Linked DNA regions of Zea mays: region 2 is linked to region 1. Evidence: chromatin contacts called from public Hi-C data. All regions are on one chromosome and are shown on one strand. The core of a region is the stretch at or near the end of the contact, and the rest is flanking DNA. Distances in the headings are between cores, read along the strand shown.

Region 1 (7,186 bases), core at 3,528-6,027:
GCCCTCGAAGGCCTAGTCCCCGTTGAGGAGTCCACTTAAGGACGGGTCTTTTTCAACCCTTTCCCTCTCTCCCGATCACACAAGGATCGGCGAGCTCTTCTTCTTCTCAAGGATCACTCTTGATCCCACAAGGACCACCACAATCTTTGGTGTCTCTTGCTAGCTTTTACAAGCCTCCAACACTTTGGAGGAAGTTTGAATGGGAGTCAAAACTCCACGCGCAAATGAACACAAAGATGAAGCACACACTATCTCTCGATGAAACTCACAAGGCACTAGGGCTAAACTCAATCGAGTAGCTCTCAATTGCTTGCTCTCTCTTTTGTGGCACTTGTGTTGGTTGTAGTGGACTAAATCTTGTGTATAGGATGGATCAATGAATATATGTGGTTGGGAGGGCTTGAGTATGTCAACTAGATGACTTGGAATGTTGCTTGGACTCCCACACTTTGAAGTGGCCGGTTGGGGTGGTATTTATAGCCACCATCCAAAAACTAGCCGTTGATGAAGTCTGCTGGCGATGGGTGCACCGGACAGTCCGGTGCACACCGGACATGTCCGGTGCCCCAGCCACGTCATCCTATCCGTTGGGGTTGGAGCTGGTCGACCGTTGTAGGCTTTTGTCCTCATTTGGCACCGGACAGTCCGGTGCACACCGGACAGTCCGGTGCCTCTCTGATCCTCTGCTCTGACTTCTGCCGCGTGTACTGTTCACTGTCAGAGTCGACCGTTGGCGCGAAGTAGCCGTTGCTCCGAGGTTGCACCGGACAGTCCGGTGCACACCGGACATGTCCGGTGAATTATAGCGGAGCAGTCTTCGTGAAATCCCGAGGCTGCCGAGTTGCCGTGTTCCGTTGGAGCACCGGACACTGTCCGGTGTACACCGGACAGTCCGGTGAATTATAGTGGGCTGCGCCTGAGAAACCCGAAGGCGAAGAGTTTGAAGGCAATCTTCCCTGGTGCACCGGACACTGTCCGGTGGTGCACCGGACACTGTCCGGTGGCACACCGGACAGTCCGGTGCGCCCGACCAGGGAGCACTTCGGTTTCTTTTTGCTCCTTTCTTTTGACCCTTGTCTTGTTCTTTTTATTGGTTTTATGTTGAATCTTTGACACCTGTAGAATATATGATCTAGAACAAACTAGTTAGTTCAATTAGTTGTGTTGGTCATTCAACCACGAAAATCATTTAGGAAAAGGTTTAAAGCCTATTTCCCTTTCACAAAGGATTTGTAATGCGCCCGACTACAGGGCGTCATGACAGCAGCTCCCTAAGCGATGCAAGCCGCTTGTTCGACGAAATGTGTGAGAAGCAAAATGAACATGCCCGCGTGTTAGGTCCTTTATGTGACCCAAATAACTGAATTTCAGCTAAGCACCAGAGCTAATATCTCTAATCAGCTTCCATGGGTGAGGCAATTAACACTTACTCCAATTTGTTCTTCCTTCACGGTGCTACTTAATTCAACACGTTCTTCGTTGCAATGATTACAGTTACACTTGGTTTATCACCATTGCTTTCAGCTTGACAAAGCCTTATCTTTGCTACATACTTAATTAATGCTTCAAAGCACTGACAATTCCAAATGACAGGTACAAGCTTAGTTTCATTGTCACTGATGGAACATGTGAAGCAGAGTTCTTTTGTTTTGATAGCATAGCCAGAAAAATAGTAGGAAAACCTTGTAACAACCTTGTTACAGCAGTTACAACTTCTCAAGGTCCCCTAGCAGACCTAGCCGATGTTATGTGACTGAAATTTACCCTTGCAGTTGCCATCAATATGCCAGCCTACTCTATCACAAACAGTCTTCTCTATTCTGTCTATTTTGACAAATCATGTAAGACATGCCTTCATGCCATCTAACATGTCTAACCATCCTGAAGAGTTGTATACACAAGATGAAGTACCTAGCCTTCCGGTCACACAAAACTCTCCAACAACATCTTTGGCGAAACTATCTACCTGTAGCAACGAAAGAAACGAGGTACGAAACTTCTTGTTTTCTTGCCATGTACAACCTATTAGAAACATCTTATTTTTTTCATGCATATAACTTGATAAAGTCTATTCAACTGGCGCTATGCGTTCTAACATATTTAGATATGCTACAGTACATAAAGATACCTTTAGTACTACTAAATTCTAAACTTCCATACACTCACATAGTTATGTATCTATTGCATTCTAATACCACAAATATAAATTAATACAGACAAAACTCACTAGCAACAAATTTTTAGTTTATAAAATAAATAAATAAATAAATGAAGACAAAATGGACTTCCACTTTGTCATAGCAAACTAGATTCACAGATTTTATGCATTTAACCATAGGGTGATGACCAACGTACAAGTGAACTCAACAAGCAAGATTTATCATCACCACCGAAAAGGTATGTATTACAAAAGATTGTTGGACATAATAGCAATAACAACTACAACCTCATTTTAAATGGTAGATATTATTTTCCACGATAATACAACAATTATCCCAGAAAGAAAAGCTCCTAGATCAGCTCAATGAAGGTATAACACCATGTGCGATCCTTAGTCATACACAACAAATATCTATCTTTATACACAGTCAACACAATATATTCCACTCACCCTTTTACCCAAAACACATCAGCAAACTATGGGGGGACTTTCAACAGATCTAATATTTTTCTCTCTCTTGTACACAGGTATTTGCTTTTTGTGCACCTATCAGGATCACCATCACTTTTGGACCATGAATGCTTCAGCTTTTAGCCTATTTGTGGATCTATACATATGGACTTAACACCTGCAAGCACACTGTTGCTAGGTCTTGATGTACGGTGGTTGAATGCTACTTACTATATATTTTTTATTGTAGTCTAAATTAACTCTACAACTGATATCAACTATTAGAGAAAAACAATGTTATATGCTTATATTTGGTTCTGTGCCTGCGCATTCTATACTTATATTCTGTTCAAATTTGTTTTCATACCTGGGTACAACAACCAGATGTGGTCACGCGCGGCTGGCCGCGCGCCATACACTAGTACATACAATATACCATGAGTTGACGAAAAAAACGAAGCGTAATTATTTTGTAGTTTATACCATGAGTCTGAAGTCACACATCTGACTTCAACCGGCAAGTCTCAGGCAGGCAGCAGGTGAAGCGATGCTCGCTTGCGTTTTGTGTCATGTATGCACTCAACTTCTACTAACTTGCAGCTGAATCTTTCTTTCTTTCTTTATTTTTAAATAAATTCCCTTGGAAATTCCATTCCAAAATTACCGCCAACATCTGCCTCAGACAGAGAAGGGTAAGACAGACAGAGAGAGAGAGAGAGAGAGAGAGAGAGAGAGAGAGAGAGAGAGAGAGAGAGAGAGAGAGAGAGAGAGAGAGAGAGAGAGAGAGAGAGAGAGAGAGAGAGAGAGAGAGAGAGAGAGAGAGAGAGAGAGAGAGAGAGAGAGAGAGAGAGAGAGAGAGAGAGAGAGAGAGAGAGAGAGAGAGAGATGGTTTTATTTGAATAAAGTCAAATGCAGTTTAAAATCCCTGAAATCCTCAGACTAAAATCAAGTCAAATGCAGTACGCACAACACAAGTCTACAACGACACATCCCTTTTTTTCTAGAACGTGTGAACACATCTCCAAGGAAAAGAGAGATGGTATTGACTGGATGGACACCTGGGGGCGGGGCTGGGGCTGGGGCCGGTTCATGATGCAAACATGCATGGTTTTAGATCTGTCTATACTCGCACTCAAGAACCAATCGAAATGGCGATGCTCCATAGCCTGACACGAGAGAAATTAAAAAAAAAACATCAAAAAGTACAGTACAGAGATGGTTTTGTTTGACACAGTCCAGCACCTGTACTACTTGCCATGCCAATATTGTCAAAACCTCTGAAGATCTCATGCGTGACTCGGTGCGTGCCCTCAGAGTCTGTCTGCTTTTGGATGGGATTGCCAAAACATCTACTACAATTTCGTGAAAGGTTAGAGACTTAGGGCATGTTTGGATCCTCAAACAATTTACCGGCTATTTTTAACACCTTGGCCTTTAAGTATGCTGGCTAATAAACTGACTAATTGTTAGCCAGAGACCCGACAAATTGTTCCTTCATTAGCCATTTGACCTTAGTAATAGATCTATAAAGAAAAAAAAGATTGTTGCTAGTTGATTATTTGTCGGCTAATTGTTAGCTACTAGCAAATAATTAATCAAGAGGATACACACAGGATCTTAGCGTGGCTGGTCAAACACACCATTGGCTGGCTCTGGCTCTTTGTTGGGTGGGTTGGACCCGGTCTAAGCTACGTGCTACATGCATCCCAACGAAGTCATGGCATTTGCTTTCTCTGTCAGAAAGAAGGAAGTAACATACAGTTGACAGCATAACCTGAACTTACGGCACCACTCTTTACTTGTTAAAAAGCGCATTTTTTCTACTGCTAAACTGAAACCAAATTGGCATTCAAGAGGTAAATGCAGCAGATAAAGTGCCCAGATTGAGAAAAAGGGATATTTGAGGCATGCTTTTACACGCTGCCGCAGCTGGAGGGGAAGATTGACGAAGAATCCATGGAAAGCAAACCGAGTAGTTTGCAGTTTGTGTGAGTCTGACTCTTTGTGAGGGAGGAGGAGGAGGAGAGAAAAAGGACAGCTGAAACTGGGCTCCGTCCCGCGGTCCCGCCGGTCTAGGGTAGGCCAGCCACATGCAGGCAGGCAGGCAGGCAAGGCAACTGAAACGGGGCGCTCCGTTTCTTCTCTCCTTTCTCGGTCAGCTGCACTCCCTTCGTCAGTCAGTCTCCGCGCATACTTATATCCCCCTCTCCTTGACTTCGCCATCTCCCTCTCCTACGCTTTGTTCTGGGCTCTTCCCGACTTCCTCCTCCTGTAGAGAGAGAACCTAGAGAGAACCCGGGATGGGGAACATCTGCGGCGGCTGCGGGAAGGACAGGGTCGCCGAGGATTTCAGGCCGTCTAGCCCAGGTGAGGGCCCTTCGTCAATCAAGAACCCGCTTTGCTTTGCTTTGTTTTCCCGTTCGTCGTCGTCTTCTCCTTTCCCCTGTAGCTGTTTTTCATGTGATCCATCCAATTCATGGATCCTGAGGCTGGGGCGGCCTATCCTGTTCGGGGAAAAAAAATCCTGGCTTCTGCTCAATTTGTTCCTTAGAAGCTTCATCCTGCAGCTGCAGCTCCCCTGGCTGAAGTGAAGATACAAGCTTTGTTTAGGATCCTAGATTAAGATTTCTTGTTCCTGTGTCAATCATGGTAGTAGAGACGGGATTTGTGATAAAACGGCACTCTTATTTATCAGAAATTCGCAGTTTTTATTCTGGAAGGGTGGGAAAAGGCTAAGCTTTTTCTTTTTTTTCCGAATTCTCCATGTCCTTCACGAATCCCCCCTAATCAGTGACCAGTAACCACACTTGCGAATCGTGCGATGCAGGGACGACAATGACCTCCAAGACGAGCGGCAGCATAACCACCACCAGTCAGAGCACCACGGGGAAGCTCTCCTCCGTGGGCAGCAGCTTCATGGCGTCCGCCGGCAGCCGCAGCACCAGCGGCGGATTCGACGAGGGGGCCAAGTACCCCGACGGAGGCCAGATCCTGGAGGCGCCCAACCTCCGTACCTTCACATTCATGGAGCTCAAGACGGCCACCAAGAACTTCAGGCTCGACAGCGTCCTCGGCGAAGGCGGGTTCGGGACAGTCTACAAAGGGTGGGTGGACGAGAAGACCATGACCCCGACCAGGAACGGCACCGGCATGGTTGTTGCCGTCAAGAAGCTCAACTCGGAGAGCATGCAGGGGTACGAGGAATGGCAGGTAACCGAAATCTTGCCCCTCCTTTTTTGCTACTATATATTTTACTTAGGGCATATTTAGAACCACCTAGTTTTTAATTCCAAACATACCAGTTTATACCTTAGTTTATAGAAATTGGATTCACAGTTTCTTAAAAACCAAGAAGCTAGCCTCTTCTAACTAAAAAATAAAAACTGGTTTCTTAAAAACTGGTTTGATTCCAAACATAACCTTATTAAATAGCAACAATGATAATAATAATATTGGAATAGACTCGTAGAGGATGCCAGACTGATGAACATTAGTACTAGATAGTGACAATTGGGCTTTGACTTGGTATTGTTTGCCCTGATCTGATGATGGTTCATGGTACCAGTACAAGCAAAACAATTGCCTTGTTAGCTACAGATGCAGTTCAGAGTCTGGTGATACAGCACTAATGGAGCTTAAACTTAAGCACAACGATTTTGAAGATTCTCCGATGCTTTATGGTTCTTTATGCTTTGTTTTACTGTTGATGACCAGTTTTGTTCGTGTGTGATGGTTGATTGTTTAATCCAGCTGCCTTATCTCGGTAGTGTCAATGGTCCACTGCTGACCACAAACATATTGTTGGAAGTGTTATACAATATTACAACTAGCCACATGTTTATCACAATGCAGTTACTTTTTGTTTGGTGCCTCACGTTTGTTTGAGAAGATCTTTTGTTTGTTTGGCGAACTATGCCATTTTAAGAAAACCCAACAATTTCATCAGCGTGCCACATGTGCAAATTGTTAGTTTAGTGTAATAAATGTCATTGTTTTGTTTTGCTAGATGTTAACTAGCATAGCTAATTTACACTGCTCAATCTACCTGCAGTCGGAGATAAATTTTCTAGGAAGGCTCTCCCATCCGAACCTAGTGAAGCTCTTGGGCTACTGCTGGGAGGACAGAGAACTGCTTCTCGTGTATGAATTCATGGCCAAAGGGAGCTTGGAAAACCATCTATTCAGGAGTGAGTTCTTATTGCTCTTTAAAAATGCTGTCGATGAAGTTCCATGCACATCTCACTAAACAAGTATTGGAAATCACCTTCCTTGCTCACAATGAGGGCTAGCAGGGCCCGTTGCCCCCTCCCCAACACACACACAGTGGGAAATGTATAATAACCCTATAAATATTTCAATTCATAGCAAACAAATGCATCAATTCACCTGTTTTTTATCATAGTATTGTGATTTTTTCTTTATTAATATTAACTACATAGAAACAAACATTTAAAAAGATATTGAGACATGCACTTAAGGGCATGTTTGTTTAGCTACTAGATTATATAAGTTGGGTTATGATGGAAGGATAGAAAAGTAAAATATCACTTTAGGACCATAAATAAGCTGAAATAA
Region 2 (7,898 bases), core at 1,244-3,743, 540 kb after region 1:
TTTTCCTATACAATGTTTGTTTGTATTGCTACGACTAGCAGTGAGGTCACGAGTCATCTGAAGATCATCCTGGTACCTGGAATCTCAAGTGCCAGGCAAGTTGTGCCCTTGATCACTTCTTTTTACCCACTCATGTTCTAATTAATCATAATGATCTGCATAGGTTAATTTTGATGGGACCTAATAGGTTACCCTAGTTTTGACTATCTTTATACCTTGTTTACCACTGAACTTTTTGGGTAGTACTTGCTAGTGCTTTATGTGGTTTTGGGTATGAAGATACATTATTCATGATCACACTTTTATTATCTGTTTATTATCACTGTTCATGATAAGATCATTATGTTAATTGGAACATGGAGAACCACCCGGGAAAACAGTGCTACCACAAGGGTTTAATGGGACGCCCTTGGCCGATTAATTAGGAAAGCTAGTGGAAGACTACCTTACCTGAAAGGGGCAAGGGCAGTAGGGGAGTGGTCAGTGTAGGGAGGCCCTCGGGAGGATTTTGCTGCGATGGCGGTCCTGCAAGGGATTCCTGCATTGGAGCTTCCTATAAACTGTAGCGGGTTTTCTGAAGCTAGTGGAACTTTGTAAAGGCCTCGTAGTGTTACCCTGCCTCGCCTCCTCGGTAGAGGTGTATGGGAAGTCGCGATCCCTTGGCAGATGGGTAACATGACTTGTGGGTAAAGATGTGCCACCTATGCAGAGTGTAAAACTGGTATACTAGCCGTGCTCACGGTCATGAGCGGCTCGGACACTCACATGATTAATCTATGGAACTTAAATTCAATTTGTCATATGCATTGCATCGCAGGTGATGTTGTTACTTCTGTTCTACTATTTAATTGGGTTGGTATTTACTTATACTTAGTAATGGCTAATAAAATTTTGACCAACTTTAAAAGCAATGCTCAGCTTCAGCCATCCTCTTTGGTAAGCCTTACACTTCACGTGAGCTCCCATCTTTGGCGAGTTCATGCACATTATTCCCCACAACTTGTTGAGCGATGAACGTATGTGAGCTCACTCTTGCTGTCTCACACCCCCCCCACAGGTCAAGAACAGGTACCGCAGGATGAGGCGCGTGGAGGATGCTGCGATGTGTTCGTGAGAGGTCTAGGTCGTCGTCTCGCAGTCAACTTTGGGTTGCTGGATCGTTTCCTCATATGATGTAATTATTTATTTATTTTGTATAGAACTCCTGTTATATAGTAAAGATGTGACATTCGATCCTGTGCCATGATTCATTATATGTGTGAGACTTGGTCCCAGCACACCTGGTGATTATGTTTGCGCCCGGGTTTTGGACCCCTAAAATCCGGGTGTGACACATGCGCAGTAGCTAGCTGTGCGGACATGGGGGTCCACAGGGCAGTAGCTGAGAGAGCGTTGGGCGTGGGGCCTACAGAGCACGGCGCTGAGGTGGGGCGCGTGGGGCGGTCCCAGAATGTCAACACGGAGGGTGAAGCTGTGGTAGCACCAAGTATCCACATTAGTTTCTTAATAGAGTAGTATAGATTGAGTATCAACTAAAAAAATAATAATAAATATTTTTTTAATAAGACGAGCCGGTAAAACTTAGCGCAAATTAATTATAAATTGGAACGGAGGGAGTACATTATATATAGGATCGCTTAAACATCCAATTATTGCATTACACTGATGGAACTCTATCTGTTGCTCTCAACTCGATCTCAAGCCACTCTCTCAGATGCATAAGGCCCTATTCGGTTTTTAGGGATTGGAGCTTCGAATTAATTCCTAACCGGATTACTTCTTTAATTTATATAGATTTTGATGAGCTGGAACGAATTCCGGTTTAATCCTGTACAAGCGAACGGGCCCTAATGCATGCTTCAGTTGATCGTCTTGGCTGCACTTGGTGCAAAGGCACCGAGGTTCTTGGTGCAGTCAGCCACACACGCCTCGGCATCCCCAGCCACGGCTGAAATACAACATTAATTCACAGGAAGCAGTCAGATTTCATTCATCTATGATCGAAAGGTTATACTATCGAACTGAAGTATGCATGCATGCATATATGCCTGTCTATCAGATTATTGTCCAGAAGTTAGCTAGCTAGCTGGCCTCACCGTCACCGGCGATCTCCATGGAGCCGCAGAAGCCCATGAGGCAGATGTCGCGGCAGTCGGCGGGGACGACGACCTCCGCCGGAGCCGGCGGCAGCATCCCGTTGATGCAGTCCTGAAAGCAGTTGGCGTTGCAGGGGTAGCGGCCCGTGGACTTCCTGCAGTCGGTGTAGCAGTTCCGGTAGCAGCGGCAGAACTTGGACAGGCCCGCCACCTGCTGCTGCTGCGCTGACAGCAGCAGGAACATGAGCAGGCAGCAGCAGGCGAGGCTGCTCTTCTTCCCCTCCATTATATTCTTGGGTTCTCTCCTCCTCTCAAGGAACTGAAGAAGACACTGGTAGCTATAGCTAGAGATCGAGGTAGCCTGTGTTTTTGCTGCTTGTCGATCACCCTTCGGTCGTGTGCGCGTGCGTATATATAGGCGCTAGGCGGAGAGCCTGAGACTGAGCTGATGAGACGTGTGTGATTCTCCTCTCCCGTGCGCGCGCGCGTGTGTGTGTTTAGCTGAGCTAGCGGATGAATTCCTGCACAAGTTTGCGCCAGGTAAACTGAATTTGTGTGCATCTCCAGAACCGGAAGTATGTAGCTGTTGGTTGGTATCATTTTTTTTGACACCATCTCCAGAGTCCAGAACCACAAGTTTGCGCCAAGATCAGTAGATCAAACTTAGAGGATGGATGAAACCTGCTTGCTTGTATGTCTATGTGAGAAATGTCGGGGAGGATGGATGAAAATTGCTTGCTTGTATGTCTATGTGAAAAATGTCGAGCTTGTGAGGAACCGGTATGCACGTACTATGTTAGTACTACTTCGTTTAACCAAGGGGGTCAGGGTGCCCTTATAATCCTTCTCTCACAGCCTAGGTTTTGAGAGCGAGGTGTCCGTCTGAATAGGCTGCTGCGAGCGTATGAACGTCCGACACAGGCGACGGTGAACTTTAGGCGGACTGCCCCAGGGGTGCGTTACAATTGGTATCGGAGCCCACATTGTCGTTATTGTCTGGGAGAGCTTTGGACCTTTTATTGGGCTATTTGCTATTTTGTCACTCTCAGTTTAGGTTTCTCTATTTTACCATCAGGCCACAAATTATAGACACAAATGATCATAAAAGTCATAGACATAAGGTGACATAATAGCAAAGAGGTGGAATGTGACAAAATAGCAATTTTTTCCCATCTTATGGGGGTGTGATGTGAGGGACCGATATGTACGCCCTGGGTTAGTACCATCTCGCCAAGCCAAGGGGTATGTGGACCCGTGGTGCTCTTATAAGGACGGACTTCTCTTCTCTCTCAGTCTAGTTTTTCAGAGCGAGGTGCCCGTCTTAATAGACCGTTGCGAGCGTTTGAACGTCCAGCCCTGGCGATGGTGGACTTTGAGCGGACTGGACCAGGGTGTGTTAAAGGGCTGCACGGCATCCGTGCACGAAAGAAGAATGCTAGCAGCGTGTGCGCAAGTGCAAGCTTAATTACGTTGCTGGAACATGCACGCAGAGCTAGCTAATTTTATGTATATGCTACTGCAGTCTGCAGCGATGTTTTGGTCTTGCGAGTCTCGGTTTCCTTGTCTGGGTGTACTATACTAGCTAGTAGTGTATATACATGCACATGGATTTATTTGTGTGTAGTACACCTCGAATTGCTTTGGTGCATAAACATTCTGATGGCAATAATTGATGCGAAAAGATTTGGTACATGCATATAGATCCAGAAAGACGAGGTTCTCTCTTTGTCTGTCTTGTAAGAGACGCTGCAACAAACATGGTACATAGGTGCAGTACATGTCCTTAATTGGTGTTCAGAGCGTGAGTGTGTGGTAGACATGTGTCGGATTGGATGAAGTTTTAGAAAGGAAGCCAATATTGCCTAAATCAAAAAAAAAATTTGTTAGCTCCCATTTTAGCCCGGCCTCGTCTCTGGTCGCCTGGTTCGGTCCTTCAATTGGTCTTATAAAAGCGGGTTAAGGGTCAATCAATCTTAACCATTTTGTGATCCGCGGAGACGACATGGAACATGGTGTTACCGTTCTTTGATGAGACAAATTACACATACACATATGTTACCGTTCTTTGATGAGCTTCACAACATAAGCTCACGATTCTGAGAAATTTGTTTGGAAACTTGTTATTACATGCTCCTTGTTGATCGGATTTGTTAGAATCAGGATGACCATCGTGATGCAAACAACGAGAGGCCAGAAATGCTTTTTTTTTCTCCCATCTCTCGCTTTCTAAGTTTGAGCATGGTTGGTCACCGCGATACAATTCATGAGATCTGGTCGACCCTCGACAAGTAAGTTAATTAGTTTGCTAGCTGGTTGATATGTCGATTGAGCCTCAGAAGAACAAAAGGAACCAAAAATCTATCGTTTTATTCAGATCCATCCCGTCATGAAGCTCGATTATTAAATCTTACACTATTTTTTTTTCTTTTCATGCTGTGCATGGAAACTAAAACCCCACGTCTTTATTTGCAGCAAATGCAGCCAAGTAGCACGCACTTGCCACTGGTGTAGCCCCTATCCTTGCAACAGTTGTCACAAGCACCTGGACGCAAGCAGCTTACGAAGCACTTTGGGAATGGATTCCCTTGAACGCATGAATCCTCGGCGCCCACCTCTACCTCCTCTGCAACATGTCCATATCATCCATTTGTTAATGGCTACATAAACAGTTTTTACAGGGACCCTGCAGGCTGCAGGTATGATAGAATGAGCGACTTACGAGAGGCAGCAAGGATGATGAGCATTAGCAGAACTAGGATCTTCTTCTGCATCTTCATTGTTACATTTGTCCTCACCATCTTGATTGTACTGGAAACTAAGATGTGTATGTGTGATGGATGTCTATCAGATGCATCCATCTTCTGCACCTTTTATATCTGTATATATAAGTGTGCAGGCCTCTAGCTGTAGTTTTAGAAATGCTTGAATACGTTTGTATATGGAAATTACCATGTACATTATCATTGCTAGTAAATTAGCCAGACGTAATTGCTATAGTAACCTGGCTTAACATCTCCGTTGTTGTTTAGCATAATGTACTTGCTTCGACCTTATTTATTATCATCACTAGTTTAGAAATGTTATAATAGAAATATAATGACACTTGAGCAGGTAATCACTTCCTGGCAAAACAGATGCCTCCGGACGAAGCCTTCTTCTCGGCTACTACGTTCCATTATAGCCATTAGGATTCCTAATAAAAGTCATCTAGACTTGCCTTGTTTTGTATGACATGGCAGTGGATGCGTAGTACAATGATAATTGTTCTGGTGTTTTCCATGTCTCGCTCTCTTCTAGTGTTTCTCGTCATCAAACAAACCGAATACATGACCGTATAACTAAGCAAGCATTGATGGTGCTATTATCCAACATGGATATACACAAAAAAAAACATGCACAAACAGAAACCCTCTGACTCAAATCAAATCCACTGCAACCCCCCTAACTCGCACCCGCTGCATTCAGGTAATAAACATGGCCTCCAACAGATGTGGACTTAAACAGCTGCGTGGTCATGGTGAGGTTTCAGGTCCATCTCCACCTGGTGAATTGTCCACTGCATGCCCTCCAGTTTCTGATGAAGCTCGACCAGGGTTAGCAACTTAGCAAGTAAAAACATACGGTAAACTAGTGGCAGCAACACTGAGCCAGATTACCTTTACAATCTCGTGGTACTGCCTCGCAATCACATCGAACCGTGGATCTACACCCTGGTACTCACGCAACCGCGAAACCTGACACCAAGAACAATCATCAGAGCAAACAGTTAGCTGGCGGAACATTGGGTTCCATGAGTTCTTTTCAGACGGAATATTCCTTGAGATGGCAGTATGGCACCGTTCTTTCTCCAGACATGTAGTTAAAAATGAAAAAATACAGAATACCATATGTCTGGTTATTGTTTATGCAACTGGAATAAACTCTACATCAGGTTAAATTGCCTACTGCAGCAGGTTAACATTAAAATCATAGGTTGTCACATGTTTGCACATTTAACCTTCCTAAGCAGGACTTTGCTTAGTCATAAATGATTAATTATAACTTGATGCTAACTACTTCATACAGCCTCAAGGTATCAGTTAGTTGTTTTTTCACTAAAAAGTAGCTGCTAGGCATTGGCTCTTAAGATTTGTACAGTTCTACTCTTCGTGAGTTGTAGCCACCAATTTGAGAGCTTTTTCTTGGCTGTTCATACAACCAGACATTGGAAATATTTCAAGAAGCAAAATCATGTATCTTACCGCTTCATTATAAGAATTGGATGCTTCTTTTGTGGCCTCTACAAGATACTTCCTGCAAAAGCAGTTAATATGTTACAAGAAGGTCCTTCGCTGAAAACCAAAGGCACCTAACAAATCAAATCCATCTTATGAATAACAAGTGCAACATGACTAAAAAAGTATATCCACTACAAGATCGATTGCCTTAACTATACCTGATCCTGTGCAGTGCTGGTACTGTGTCCTTGGTGTAAGTGTCACGCAATAGATGATGCTCCAGATAGCTGGAATCAAAGTAATATATATATATATATATAGTTAACCTAATCTTCAAATCCCTTAGCACAGGGAATTCAAAATATATAGAGAGAGAACTGTTGTATAGAGTAACAACTGTTGTACACTTATAATATGATCACTGTTGCGAGTACCAACCTTAGTTTAGCATTCATTGTCCGACACCTTTTGATAAGCCAGGTCTTCTTCAGATCATCCTGTTAGACAATGAGACATGTTAAACACTTCGACTAATAATACTAACAGTATGAAAATGTGACATGTTTACTTTGAAGAAGTTCAACCAGAGAACAGAATATGAGAATGCTTACAAATTGGTGCTGATGCTCCAATTTCTTGTCTTTAACAAACTGTATAAGCACAGCAAGAATTTGCTCCAAGACCTTTGGAATTTTCAGAACCATAGCTAATTACTTAGAGGTGCGAGAAAGAATTTGTGCCAAGGTAAAGTCAGTGCACCTCTGAAAAAATAGGCATTAGTAAAGGCATACAAACATACATTATAATGTTCAGCAAATTTTCTGTCCATTGAAGCAAGGTCCTCCAGGAGATGTGCCTCTTCCTTCTCTATCTCTTCGATGATTAATTTTACCCTGTCAAATGGGAAGTAAAAAAAATGAGGAATACTTATCAGGGACGCCTGTCCAACTTCATCATATCACAAGCTCCACATGAGTTTCCAATTCCATGGAAAATTGGGCACTCATGCCAAGATATGTTGGCTATGTAAATGGATGGGATTGCAGCAAAGAAGGGACGGTGAGATGGTATTAATATTAAATAGGTGATTGGTACAGTGTGATGTAAAATGTAAGATAAGAAAGTCTACCTTTCTGGAAGCCTAGCACTTGAAATTTGACTGAGGGATGACGAATCTGCAGCAAAGATGTTAAGGTAAGACAGAATAATAACCAGAACCAGAATTTGGACTGCTCCATCCCTCTCTCCTAATCTTCCACTAGTTTCAGTAACTGACCCCTTTCATCCATAGCAAATAGATCAGCCAAAGCATCACACTTGGCTTCTAACCGGGCTTCAATCTCCCTAGCCAAAGTTCTCTGATAATCAACCATGTCCTGTAATCAACACAAAAGCAGATGCTTTCAAAGTTCAGGTGAAGATTTTATTTATTCTTTCACTCATTGACAAAAAGGATAAAACGCAACATAGTCTAAAATTGGTTACAGAATAGTTTTGCACTTCTAAAGGTATATACCAGAATTACGTTAACCACATAAAAAAAGTAACAAGGTTTGAATTGACCATTTAGGCACGAAAAAATGTT

What was found. Hi-C and Micro-C count contacts between places; a contact is called where the count stands out from the background.
Region 2: a Hi-C map of ear shows a contact between it and region 1, with 2.8 times the contacts expected there. The contact joins the promoter of LOC103626534 here to the promoter of LOC100281330 in region 1. A contact is called at or near these places in 2 of 25 Hi-C or Micro-C datasets (ear and tassel).

What each region holds. Positions count from the first base shown.
Region 1 is chr5:72,086,708-72,093,893 of Zm-B73-REFERENCE-NAM-5.0, forward strand. LOC100281330 (serine/threonine-protein kinase Cx32) reads left to right here and starts at 4,778. Exons shown (of 6, transcript NM_001411582.1): 1 at 4,778-4,978; 2 at 5,439-5,821; 3 at 6,663-6,798. The coding sequence starts at 4,912. It overlaps LOC100278523, which reads left to right. Exons shown (of 7, transcript NM_001151769.1): 4 at 1,888-1,988; 5 at 2,339-2,397; 6 at 2,689-2,744; 7 at 2,747-2,874. The coding sequence ends at 2,817. It also overlaps the pseudogene LOC115772136.
Region 2 is chr5:72,633,250-72,641,147 of Zm-B73-REFERENCE-NAM-5.0, forward strand. It overlaps LOC103626534, which reads right to left and starts at 2,494. Exons shown (of 2, transcript XM_008646954.2): 1 at 2,097-2,494; 2 at 1,570-1,948. The coding sequence starts at 2,382. The coding sequence ends at 1,860. It overlaps LOC100191747, which reads right to left. Exons shown (of 13, transcript NM_001360244.1): 5 at 7,590-7,689; 6 at 7,443-7,488; 7 at 7,113-7,206; 8 at 6,925-6,996; 9 at 6,752-6,810; 10 at 6,532-6,600; 11 at 6,338-6,389; 12 at 5,753-5,830; 13 at 5,289-5,670. The coding sequence ends at 5,593.